Regions from separate parts of the Mus musculus genome. Here all the other regions are linked to region 1. A link is a contact called in public HiChIP or PLAC-seq and promoter capture Hi-C data. All regions are on one chromosome and are shown on one strand. Each heading gives the region's core, a stretch centred on a gene start, on an enhancer-like site or on the middle of the called end of the contact. The rest is flanking DNA. Distances are from core to core; before and after follow the strand shown.

Region 1 (3,163 bases), core at 370-2,869:
AGGAAAACACCCGCTGACCTCAGGCACCAAGATTAAACAACCTGCACAAAGCCACAGTTATGGCCACACAATGCTCAACAGAAAGGGGGTGCACTAACAGACTCGAGGTTGAAGCACCATTCTAAGATAAAGAATGTCCCTGCTCAAGTTAAGTGACAGCCCCTACTGCACAGCTGTAGGGAGGGAGGGACCGAACCTGAATTCAGGTGTGAGCCTGTTATCAGAATTAAACTCCAATAGCAGGTTGCAACAGCTGGGTCAAAGCAAACTTGGCCTCTAGGTTTCCTTTTCACAACAGGGGGCGGGGGGAGGCGACTCCTAAAGACCCTGGAGTTGTTATGTCCCCACTTCCCAGCCAAGTTGTCACCTTACCGAGTCACTTTATGAGTGTCACAGAGGCCACTCATAAAACTTTGGTGGTCTAACTGCTCTATGTATCTCAAACCCTTTGTAACTTACATATCTATCCCCCAGTGCACCCTCGCCACAGCGGGAGTTGTGGGAGTTGGGGTGGAGAGACATAATACAGAACTTCCCACATTCTGGGCAAGTGCTCTATGCCGAGCTACCCCCAGCTCTTGACAGTCCCCTTTAAAACACGGTAGCCTAGCTTCAGCTGTCATTCCTCCAAGGGATATGACCACTTCTGTGCACACCTTTTAAAGAGGAACTGACATACAGAGAGCCATGTTGTGGCTCACTCACTGACGTGGAATTCCCACATCCCACCCCACAACAGAGAAACCCCAATTCCGGGTCATCCGCGAAGGCGGTCAACTTAATGCTCTTGCCTTATACTGTGTGATGTTAGAGGCGTGGGGGAAGTGTAGCGTGGCCACAAACAGGTGTACATAGTCACTGTTCAGTCCGCCCTCGTAAATATTCTCCGCGATGATCTTGCTGGCGAAGTTTTTGCCGGTGCCCGTCCACCCGTGCAGAGAGAGGGTAAGGGGCTTCTTGGGCTTCGGGTTGCTTAGGAAACCAGACACGGCGTTTAGGATGACTTTTTTTGCAAGATGCTGTCCAAAGAGCTTGTTATCCAGATCTTTCTGCAGCGCTGAGAAAGGAAAGATCACTCTGGTCAGGAGAGAAACAAGCTGGCAAAAGGCAGCCCCATTTCCAGGACGTCAGGGCCCGCGGAGCCTGGTTTGGAGAGCGCTGAGGGACCCTGGTGCTGCGAACTCTGCCCTTCCTCGGGGTTGGCCCCAAAGCCAAGCGGAAGAGGTGCCGTGAGGCCGCCCCGGAGAGCTCCGCGCAGGGCTGACACCCTACCCCGGGCCCCGACCACTCATCTCTCAGGCCTCCGGCCAAAGTCTGGCCTGGCAGCGGCGCCATCCCCCTGCCGCAGCATCCCGGACGCCTGGTGCCCGCCTACCCTCCCGGCTGAGGCTCCGCATCTGGCCGCAGCACTCGGCGAAGAGGCAGTAGAGACGAGGGTAGGAGATATAGGTGGTGAGTACGCCGGCCAGGGCCAGACTCAGGCTGATGGGCTCCACCGCACGAACCACGCACGGCGCCAGCAGCAGCAGGGCCAGAGCGGCCCGGCCAAGCTTCATAACCGGACCCGCGCACCTTGCGCGCCCAGCGCCCGCCCAGCGCCCACCGTACCCCGCGCACCGCCCAGACTCGTATTTCCGGTTCCTGCTGGCGGGGCCGCCCTCTTTGTCCGGGGCAGGCAGTCTACCGACGCTAGTGGCTACCATCTTTGTTAAGGGCAAAGTCCCTTCTGCTTCTGAACCTTGATGTTACAGGAATAATATTGAGATTATAGGAATCAGGTGATGATGACTGCTGCCCTATCCCCATCAAGTAACAGTGTTTTAGAACCATTTTTTTTTAATGATGGGCGGAGAGATGGCTCAGCGGTTAAGAGCACTGACTGCTCTCCCAGAGGTTCTGAGTTCAATTCCCAGTAACCACATGGTAGCTCACAACCATCTGTAATGGGATCTGGTGCCCTCTTCTGGTGTGTCTGAAGACAGCGACAGTGTACTGACATACATGAAATAAATAAGTATTAAAAAAGAAATGACGCAGGCACCTGCGTGCATGTGGTGCTCATAAACTCATGTGGGCTTACACACATGCATAAATTAACATGTAAATGAATAAATTTTTAAAAATGAGAGGATAATATAGTGGGTTCCCACATGACCCCCCCCCAACGTGCGTCCCTATCATTAAATCTGACAGGTGCGGTGGGTGGTGTGCACCCTTAACCCCAACACTCTGTATGAGTTGGGGCCAGTCTACAAAGTTTCAAGCAGGTCAAAGCTGCATATTGGATCTTGTCGTTAAAACAAAACAAAACAAAACAGAACAAAACTGACATTTGAGGGCTGGGTATTGTAGCACACACCTTTAATCCCAGCACTCTGGGAAGTAGAGACAGGTGATTGTCTTGGATATCTGAGTTGGAGGCCACCCTGTCCTATACAAGGAATTCCAGGTGCAGTCAGGGCTACAGTGAGAGTCTGACATCTCAAAAAAAAAAAAAAGAGGGATCTGCATCTCATACTTGTTAAAAACCCATGACCAGTATTTTTTTTTAAAGATTTTATTTATTTATGTATGTGAGTATACTGACTTCAGACACACCAGAAGAGGGCATCAGATTTCCACTACAGATGGTTGTGAGCCACCATGTGGTTGCTGGGAATTGAACTCAGGACCTCTGGAAGAGCAGTCAGTGCTCTTAACCACTGAGCCATCTCTCCAGCCCCATGAGCAATATTATTAAATAAAGCCCATAGTTTCTTACCCAGTTTCTTCCTTAGGGAACTGTAGGAATAATGTTATTGTGCACTGTATAAGGATTATCCTTGTATTATTCACATGCTGATTGCTATGCCCTCATATATGGTTGCTATCCTTATTTTGAGAACTGCCTGTCATCAATGTTGTGTAAACATTGCTTCCTAATTATTCAGATTGGTCAATAAAGGGCTGATCAGCCAGTGACAGAACAGGAGAGAGGGAGGAAGTGGGGATTTAGCCATGAGGTGGGAAGTCCAGAAGACATCATAATCATAAAAAACAGCTGGAGCAGAGAAAGCCATAAAATACAACAAGTATCTCAAGGATTGTGGCTGTGAAGTAGTCAGATTAGCTTAAAGGACTAAAATAAACTAATACTGCTCAGTTGTTGTGCCTTAAACCTGTT
Region 2 (2,907 bases), core at 376-2,875, 650 kb before region 1:
TGTGCTGTAACAAGGTAAACAGGGCAGAGGTCTGCGTCACTGATGAGTGAAGTGTGTGATGTGCATCCTTCCACATAGCTATGTTTAGAGTGCATGGGCCTTTTCTCTTGCTAACTGTCTAGTGTTTCTGTTGCTGTGATGAGCATACAACCAGAGCAACTTGGGGAGGCAAGGGCTGGTTTTCTCTTCCAGTTCATTATCAAAGGAAGTGACACGGAGACCATGGAGAAACTCTGCTTACTGGTTGGCTCCTCTTGGCTTGCTCAGCCTGCATTCTCATACCTGCCCAGGGCTGAGACCACTCACAGTGGGCTGGGCCTTCCAGATCAATTGTTAGTCCAAAAAATGCCTCACAGACTTACCTACGGGCCAGGCTAGAGGGGTATTGTCTCAGTTGAGATGCTTGCTGTATGACTCCAGCTTGTGTCAAGTTGACAGTGTTAGTAGCAGGCACACTAACCCCAAAGGTTTTGTGAGCATGTTCTCTTATGCTAGGACACTCACTGCTTGGTTTCTGAAGGAAAGCCCTGCTGAGGACATGGGAGCATGTGCGCGCAAGTGTGTGCGCGCGCGTGTGTGTGTGTGCGTGTGTGTGTTTATTCTGACTTAATGACTTTTCACCCCTTAAACACTGGAGGTTTCAGGTTTCCTATTTAAACATTTTTCCCACAGAGTCTATGCAGTATGAGATAGGATCCAGCCCTAAAGTGTTCTTCAGAGCACCCATCTTTTTATATACATATAATTCAAATATCAAACTAGAAGAAAAACAGTTTTGCTGTTTTCTGTATGTACATGTTGATACTAGTGAAATATTCCTATATTGTGTTTAGTTTTAGTATTTTTTTTAAGATATATTTATTTCATGTATGTGAATACATGAGTAGCTGTCTTCAGACACACCAGAAGAGGGCATTGGATACCATTACAGATGGTTGTGAGCCTCCATGTTGTTGCTGGGATTTGAACTTAGGACTTCTGGAAGAGTGGTCAGTGCTTTTAACCACTGAGCCATCTCTCAAGCCCAAGTTTTTTTGTTTTGTTTTGTTTTTTTGTTTGTTTGTTTTTTTTTTTTTTTTTTGAGACAGGGTTTCTCTGTATAGCCCTGGCTGTCCTGGAACTCAGTTTGTAGACCAGGCTGGCCTCAAACTCTGAAATCCACCTGCCTCTGCCTCCCGAGTTCTGGGATTAAAGGCGTGCGCCACCATGCCCAGCTCAAGCCCAAGTTTTAGCACTTCAAATTTGATTTAAAATCTTTTTTGGATGGGTTGTTTTATGTGTGTGTGTGTGTGTGTGTGTGTGTGTGTGTGTGTGTGTGTGTGTGTGTGTGTTGAGACAGTGTCTGTTTGTTTACATAGCCCTAGCTATCATAGAACTTACACTATAGACCAGGCTGGCCTCAAACTCAGAGATCCTATAGACCCTCCCTCCTGAGTGCTAGAAGTTAAAGGTGTGCACCAAAGTGCCCTCCTCAGTTTTAGTGTTCACACAAGTCCTTGTAGAAATCACGGACGGAATAATGCACATTTTCTTCTGATACTGTCAGATGTGCTTTCTATACGCTCCCTGGAAGCTCCACCTTGTGGAGAGACTTTGGGGATTGTTTGCTTAGTGATGTCAGAGTTAAAGTAAGTGAAAGTCCATTGCTGATTACACTGACTTCCTGCCCAAGTCATGTGTGGCCCATGAACTGATGTGCAGTGTGGGTTTGGAGGGTCACCTCTGCTCCAGTGCTGTAGTTTATCTCGGGTGACACACCAAAAAGGAGATGGGTCTCACTTGTCACCATTACACATTATTTGGTGTCATATTATAAATCAGACTTAAAAGTTAATAGGTTTGCCGGGCATGGTGGCACATGCCTTTAATCCCAGCACTTGGGAGGCAGAGGCAGGCGGATTTCTGAGTTCAAGGCCAGCCTGGTCTACAGAGTGAGTTCCAGGACAGCCAGGGCTACACAGAGAAACCCTGTCTCAAAAACAAACAAACAAACAAACAAAAAAAGTTAGTAGGCTCAAAGATGTAGAAAATAGATAATCCTTCTAATGACCTGTTTTGTGTGAATGGTTGTTAAGATTTAAATTGGGCTGACAGTGGTAGAGACAGAGACAGGCAGAGTACAAGACCAACCTGGTCTACACAGCAAGTTCTAGGATAGCCAGGGTTAAATATTGAGACCCTGTCTCAAAAGGACGAAGACTGGATTAGCAAGCTGCATGAAAAGGACCACCATCATAGGATCACCATCTGCACTACAGTGGGAATTCTGTCAGACACTGTTGACTCTGTACATTGCTTGCTCTACCCAGTAGAGTCTTGTTGCTTCTTCCACTCCGTCTCAGTGGAATAGTATTCTTTATACAGAGAGCAGTGGTCCAGTGTACAGCTGTGGTGAGAACAGCTTGTACAGCAATGTAGACGGCTAAGATTTGGAAAGACTCAAACATTATTTTGCCAGTTTAGTTCTCCTCGCTTTTAGAATATTCCACAAAGCTAAGTCAAAATGGTAGTCTTTATGGTCTGCCTTAAAATATTTAAAGATCGCCGGGCAGTGGTGGTACACGCCTTTAATCCCACCACTCCGGACGCAGAGGCAGGCAGATTTCTGAGTTCAAGGCCAACCTGGTCTACAGAGTGAGTTCCAGGACAGCCAGAGCTACACAGAGAAACCCTGTCTCAAAAAAAAAAAAAAATTGAAAGATGAACGTGCTCTGTAAACCTTCCTGGCACCAGGGTGATGACTGCTTGGCTAACCATACGTGCCACTTTTGCAGAGCATACTTCAGTACTACAGAGAAAGGGGCATAGCCTACTGTCCTGGCTGTGTGCCCTCTGCTGCTGTCTCCTACAAGGACCAGCAACTACCTCGCTCATCCCTTTGGTCCTCTGCAATCATTATGCATCAGC
Region 3 (2,879 bases), core at 117-2,616, 700 kb after region 1:
CAAATCTAATAAGTGAGCTGGGAAAAGAGTTTGAGACAGAACAACTGAGTTGAATCAGCCAGCCAGAGCTCAGAAAGAACTAGAAAGGGGGAGCTTATTCAGCAGCAATTCAGAGGCTGAAAACATTTTAGGCCTAGATAAGACTGTACAGAGTCTAGAAGCTTCCAGAACTAGACCTAGGTTAGCAAACAAAGACAGTAAACCTCCCAGTCAACAATTACAACAGGAAAATAAAAGTTACATTTATGCCTCCCTACAGACTTGCTTGTCACATGACTGTTTACAACAGTCATCTTTCAGCAGACACATGTCATCACTCAGAAGAGGTCCTTACTAAAGCACATTAGAGCCATAGGGCAGTAGGTGAGGACAGCACCTAAGGGGCTAGAAGACAAGGCCCACGAGGAGCAGTATTCAGAGGGTTCTAGCTTCTCCTCAGATGGTGTTTCCTGTAAATCCCGGTCCTAAATCTATAGTCTACAAAATATTAGATTATAGTGGTTTTGAGTTGGATGCCAAGGTTCATTTCTCAATCTCTAGACTTGCCAACAATAAATAAAATGATGAAATGGAACAGTTTGGGTAAAAACTCATACAGTTTGGTATGGCAGCTTACACCTGTAATCCCAGCTCCTGGGAGGTGGAGGAGGAGGAGTTCAAGGATACCCTGGGTTACACAGCTAGTTTGAGACCAACCTGGATGACATGAGGCACTGTCTTTAAAAAATCCTACACCTGGAATGGAGAGGTGGTTCAGAGGTTGAGAGTACTGGCCACATTTCCAGAGGACTTGGTTTCGTTTCCCAGCACCCACATAATGGCTCACAAACTTCTATAATTCCAGTTACAGGGACTCCAACATCCTCTTTTGTCCTCTTGGGCATCAAACACCACTACCACTACCACTACCACTACCACTACCACTACCACTACCACTACCACTACCACTACCACTACCACTACCACTACCACTACCACTACCACTACCACCACCACCAAACCCACAACCTACACAAACTCACGTAATCGCAGCATTTGGGAGGTGGAGGCATGAACATCTGGACCTCAGCAAGGTTATCCTCAACTATACAGAGTTTGAGGCTAGCCCTACACGGGGTCGTTCCTCTAAAACAAACACAAAACTGACATCCAAACACCAAACCAAACTAATGTCATATTCCCTTACGACATGAGAATTCATCATTCCGCAGGTGCTTTCTTGCCAATAGTAAACATGGCAGCTTGGTGCCCTCACTTCCACGAGTTAACTTAATATTGCCAATACTCAACATGGCTGCCACACTATCCATTCCCATTGGTCGCTTCTCTGAAGGAAGGCGGGAGTTGAGGAGCGGTGTAGAGCTGCGCCTGCGCAAGTCATTGGCGCCAAGATGGCGTTGGAGATGAGGCTCCCTAAAGCTCGCAAACCTCTCAGTGAGAGCTTGGGCCGCGACTCTAAGAAACACTTGGTGGTGCCGGGGGACACGATCACCACGGACACAGGCTTCATGCGGTACGTGAGGATTTGGGGGTCCCAAGGCCTCAGGAGGCGGCTGCAGAGCTCTCTGCACGTGGCCCGCTGTCCCGGAACCCAGGCCTCCTGTCCCGTTGTATCTAAGTCCCCGAGTTACCCGGGACACATCGGAGCATCCATACTAGTTCCCTCCTTTGCGAGCCTCACGCTTCTGACTCCCGGCATCTTGGCTGCACCTTTGTCAGTTCCTGATTCCCTCTTTTGATCTATGGCGTTCGGAACTTTTGGACCCTTATCCTGAAACTCAAGATTCTTGAGCCTTCCTAGGGAGGGAGAACTGGGGAGGGCTGGTTGCAGGGCCCTTCTTACAACCCTCTGAATGGACAGTGGGGTTGGTCATCTCTTTCAGTGTTACCTCAGCGACAAGCCTGACTTGGAAGCAGTAATTTTGGTGGAGCGGGGGTTGAGGCAACATATTGTACCCAACAATACAAATTTAGCACGGAAAGTCACAACATGTGGCAGTTAGGGCTGTCTATGGAGTCGGACATCTGACATTGTTATCCTTAGTTTAGCACCTTGCTAAGGCCGGTATCCTCACCTGGAAGACAGTGGTGACAACAGGAATTGGTAGGTTAGTGAGTATTAACTGAAAAGTGGGGCAGGAGAGCAAAATCCACCATTGTATTACCACCAAAGATAAATCTGCATTAGGTAGCCAGTCTTCCCGATGTCTGTCCGTCCCCCCCCCCCCGTCGTCCCCCCCCCTCACCCCCAACCCTCCAATCTCACTATGTAGCACTGACTGTCCTGGAACTTACTATGTAGACCGCTCTGATTTTGAACTCAAGAGATCCACCTGCTTCTGCCTCCCAAATTCTTTTTTTTTTTTTTTAAGATTTATTTATTTATTATATGTAAGTACACTGTAGCTGTCTTCAGACATACCAGAAGAGGGAGTCAGATCTCATTACGGATGGTTGTGAGCCACCATGTGGTTGCTGGGATTTGAACTCAGGACCTTTGGAAGAGCAGTCGGGTGCTCTTACCTGCTGAGCCATCTCACCAGCCCGCCTCCCAAATTCTTAACTCAAAGGTGTGGCCGTTTGTCCGTTGCACCTAGTTTGTTCTTTCTTCCTCTTTCTTTCTTTTTCTTTCTTCTTTTTTTTTGGTACAAATGAGATTATAGTGTTTATAGTGTTGCCTCTAAGCTTTAAGTTTAAGGTATTAGATGGCAGATATCTTAGGATTCATTCCTTCATAGTTGCAGCATGTGTTCAACATAGCCGGTGTGGTTGGGGTACCAAAGTGAACACCCGTGTCCTGGTGGAGGTTAAGATATAGCAAGGAACAGAAACAGTAAATGCCACAAGAAAATCGTAAATGCAGCGGAAGGGGGAGAACA
Region 4 (2,825 bases), core at 90-2,589, 870 kb before region 1:
CAGGGGTAGGCAAGAGGCTTCATCAAGATGCCCCCACACTGAGTGCAGCTCAGGGCTCAGCATTGAGGTCTCACTCCCCTGTTGGCCTTCGAGGTCCCTGCTTGCTTACCTGAGGCTGGGGCTGAGTAGTCACATAGCCGGGGTCCATGAGTGACACAGCCAGATAAAGCAGCAGGGAGCTTAGCACCAGGAGCAGGAATGTGAGGGGCAGGAGCAGCTCCCCTTGCTCTTCCCATTGGCGTAGCTCTGGGGAGGCCAGAGGACAGTGAGAACCATAGCAAAAGGGAAGGGCAGGAGGCGGTGGGGGTAGAAAGAAAGTAGCTGGAGGTGATATGGAGGCTAGACCTGAGGGAGGCAGGAGGAAGGGGGCTCCCCAGGGGAAGAGTCAGCCCTGGAAGAGGGTGGAGCCAGCCAGGAGCTCCAGCTAGGAAGGTGCCAGCCAGCCTGTTTAAGCCCATGGCAGTGAAGGAGGATTATGGAGAGGAGGGAGGGCTAAGAAGTGATGGACGTGGTGACACCAGACAGCTGAGCGTAGGCAACTCTGGTACCCTTGGGTGAAAGAGAGCCAAGGAGGTTTTGAAGGTGGCTGACTCCTGGTGTGGAAGCCTGAGGACAAAGGGCAAAAGCGATGGAGGAGGGCTACAGAGGAAGCCTCTGGTGGGCTCTGTTCCTTCTGGAAGGGAAACCTAGGAGGGGGCAGGAAGGGGGTGAAGGGAATGATGGGGAAAGGAGATGCTACCAGGCGAAGGTGGGAAACCTGCTCCTCGCTATAGTGGCGTCCCTTGGGGTAGTTAGTCGGCTCATAGGATTTGGGGAGTGGACCGGAAAGCCAAGTCCTTAAGTCTAGCGGATTTCTTAATCTTATTTAGGGAGGGGTTGGGAGGCAATTTCTGGGAAGGACAGGTAGAGCCCAGGGATGGGAGAGATGGGGCCTCTAGTTGGTCCTCTGATGGGCTCTGGTGGTCTTTGGATGGATGGACATCTATCGATGACAGAAAATTACTGGGATTAATTAGGGTCCAACTTGGGAATCAGGCGGAGAGAGGATGATCCCCGGACCGACATAGGAGAAAGACGCTTGAGGAACTGGTGGGAGATAGAAATGGAGATTTCAATGTGTCTGAGGATTAGGGGGACCCCGGTATACCCACGCGTGATCGGGTGGGCTCGGGGTGGCGCGGTGTCCGGCTCACCGGTGTCGTGCAGGAAGAGCACCAGAGTGATTCCCCAGGTCAGCACGGTGTGCCCAGTCCGCACCAGCATCCCAGAGTTAAGCGGCGGCCAAAGAGCCATGGCCTTGGCCCCCGCCCGAGCCCACCCGGAAGAAGCGCGCAGAAGGTGGGGCCGCGGGGCAGCGGGGCTGCAGCAACGCGGGGATTGGTGGCTCTGCATTAGAGGCGGGGCACGGGCGGCTCAGGGAGGCTGTCTATTGGGTGCCACCGGCGGCCCCTCAGGCCAACAGGTGCCCGAGGAGGCTGAAGGCGGGGCCCGCGCGCGCACAGCCTACAACTCCCTAACTCCGCCTCCTGTGGGCCAGGTAACTTTGCAAAACCCGGGAGGCGGAAGCCTCCGAAGACAACCCCACCCCCGCATGCGCATGCGTGCCCATCTTTGATCCCCGGAGGCCACGCGGAGCTTGCTCCCAAGGGGCGATGGGCCGGGCTTGCAGGAGGGCACGCCTTGATGACACACTTTCCTCTTATTCGTTTTCTGATTTTGCAAACGGATGATGGGAAAAAGGAGGGTTCTGGTGCGGAGTCTGGACACGCATGGCCCAGCTTGGAGTCAGAGAAATAATTGTCCGGCCTATGACTCTCGAGGCAAGTTACTGAGCTTCTTTAGGCTACTTTCTGCCTCTTCAATGGGGTTGGTAATAGTACCCGCGTCTTAGACAGGTATTTGTCTCCCCTGCTACCACCACGGCCCAACCAGACTGACTTTCTCTCCTTGTGTTCCTTGAACCTCCCCCATTCAGCTGACTTCCACCTGATGACCCTCTTCTAGCCCAAAGCCCAGTGTGCATGCTCTTGGGATTTGTTTTGGTCAAATAGACATCCCTTTTTCTGAAGAACTGACTTCCTATGGCCAGGGTGGTTATGGAAGGATTGGTTGTCCATCGTGTGTGCGCGCGCACGCACCCGCGCGAGTGTGTATTGGGGGACGGGGGGACGGGGGGCGGTTAGGGCCAATCATACTATTCCATATGAGATTAAACAGAGGCTGGGGATTAACACAATTGGTAGACTGTCTAGCAAGCACTAAAGGCTGGGTTATCGCCCCAGCATGGTATATATGATATGGTGGTACATGCCTGAAATCTCAACAAACTGGTGATAGAGGCAAGAAAATTCAAGGCCATCCTCTATACATGTGGAGGGAGGGGACTAAAGCCAACTAATTGTGTGACATAAAAGCTAGTTCCCAAAGAAGGGGTTGGGCTGTCCACACCTTTTTGTTGTTGTTAAAGATTTATTTATTTGTTTTATGTAAGTACACTGTCACTTAAGATACACTTAAGGGCATCAGATTGCATTACAAATGGTTGTGAGCCACCATGTGGTTGCTGGGAATTGAACTCAGGACCTCTGGAAAAGCAGCCAGTGCTCTTAACCACTGAGCCATCTCTCCAGCCCCTGCCCACACCTTTAATCCAATTCTTTGGGATGTAGAGACAGGCAAAGGGCAGCCTGGTCCACATAATGAGTTCTAGGCCAGCTGTCCATAGAAAAATAAAACAAAAAGATCAAAACAAAGTACACAACCATTTGTGAGTCAGGGAGTGTGTGTGTGTGCAAGCTGATGTGATAGCTGGCTCACAGAAATGA

What was found. Promoter capture Hi-C pulls out the DNA fragments that hold promoters and counts their contacts. HiChIP or PLAC-seq counts read pairs in DNA pulled down with a chosen protein or histone mark.
Region 2: an HNF4G HiChIP or PLAC-seq map of pancreatic cancer cells shows a contact between it and region 1. The contact joins the enhancer-like site here to the promoter of Tor1a in region 1. A contact is called at or near these places in 7 of 39 promoter capture datasets (cranial neural crest, frontonasal cranial neural crest, hippocampal neurons and 3 more), 5 of 115 datasets of contacts at active chromatin or transcription factors (embryonic forebrain, embryonic midbrain, large pre-B cells and 2 more) and 3 of 9 other capture datasets (adipose tissue, liver and pancreatic islet).
Region 3: a promoter capture Hi-C map of hippocampal neurons shows a contact between it and region 1, with 2.1 times the contacts expected there. The contact joins the promoter of Exosc2 here to the promoter of Tor1a in region 1. A contact is called at or near these places in 3 of 39 promoter capture datasets (erythroid cells, hippocampal neurons and pre-B cells) and 1 of 115 datasets of contacts at active chromatin or transcription factors (bone marrow-derived macrophages).
Region 4: a contact with region 1 is called in a promoter capture Hi-C map of liver, with 2.5 times the contacts expected there. The contact joins the promoter of Zdhhc12 here to the promoter of Tor1a in region 1. A contact is called at or near these places in 2 of 39 promoter capture datasets (both in liver), 1 of 484 Hi-C or Micro-C datasets (B cells), 1 of 115 datasets of contacts at active chromatin or transcription factors (embryonic forebrain) and 2 of 9 other capture datasets (adipose tissue and liver).

What each region holds. Positions count from the first base shown.
Region 1 is chr2:30,966,299-30,969,461 of GRCm38.p6, forward strand. Tor1a (torsin family 1, member A (torsin A)) reads right to left here and starts at 1,620. Exons shown (of 5, transcript NM_144884.2): 1 at 1,376-1,620; 2 at 792-1,057. The coding sequence starts at 1,556.
Region 2 is chr2:30,317,831-30,320,737 of GRCm38.p6, forward strand. All of the region lies in intron 15 of Nup188 (nucleoporin 188), which reads left to right. Among named protein-coding and RNA genes, the nearest start is that of Gm39780, 20 kb to the left of the region's middle. Within about 2 kb of position 1,626, at least 8 of the 459 cell types and tissues checked have an H3K27ac peak or open chromatin away from gene starts, as enhancers often do. A contact at or near this core is called in pancreatic cancer cells, where this site is marked.
Region 3 is chr2:31,669,349-31,672,227 of GRCm38.p6, forward strand. It overlaps Exosc2 (exosome component 2), which reads left to right and starts at 1,367. Exons shown (of 9, transcript NM_144886.3): 1 at 1,367-1,513. The coding sequence starts at 1,392.
Region 4 is chr2:30,092,296-30,095,120 of GRCm38.p6, forward strand. It overlaps Zdhhc12 (zinc finger, DHHC domain containing 12), which reads right to left and starts at 1,340. Exons shown (of 5, transcript NM_001037762.1): 1 at 1,194-1,340; 2 at 110-246. The coding sequence starts at 1,293.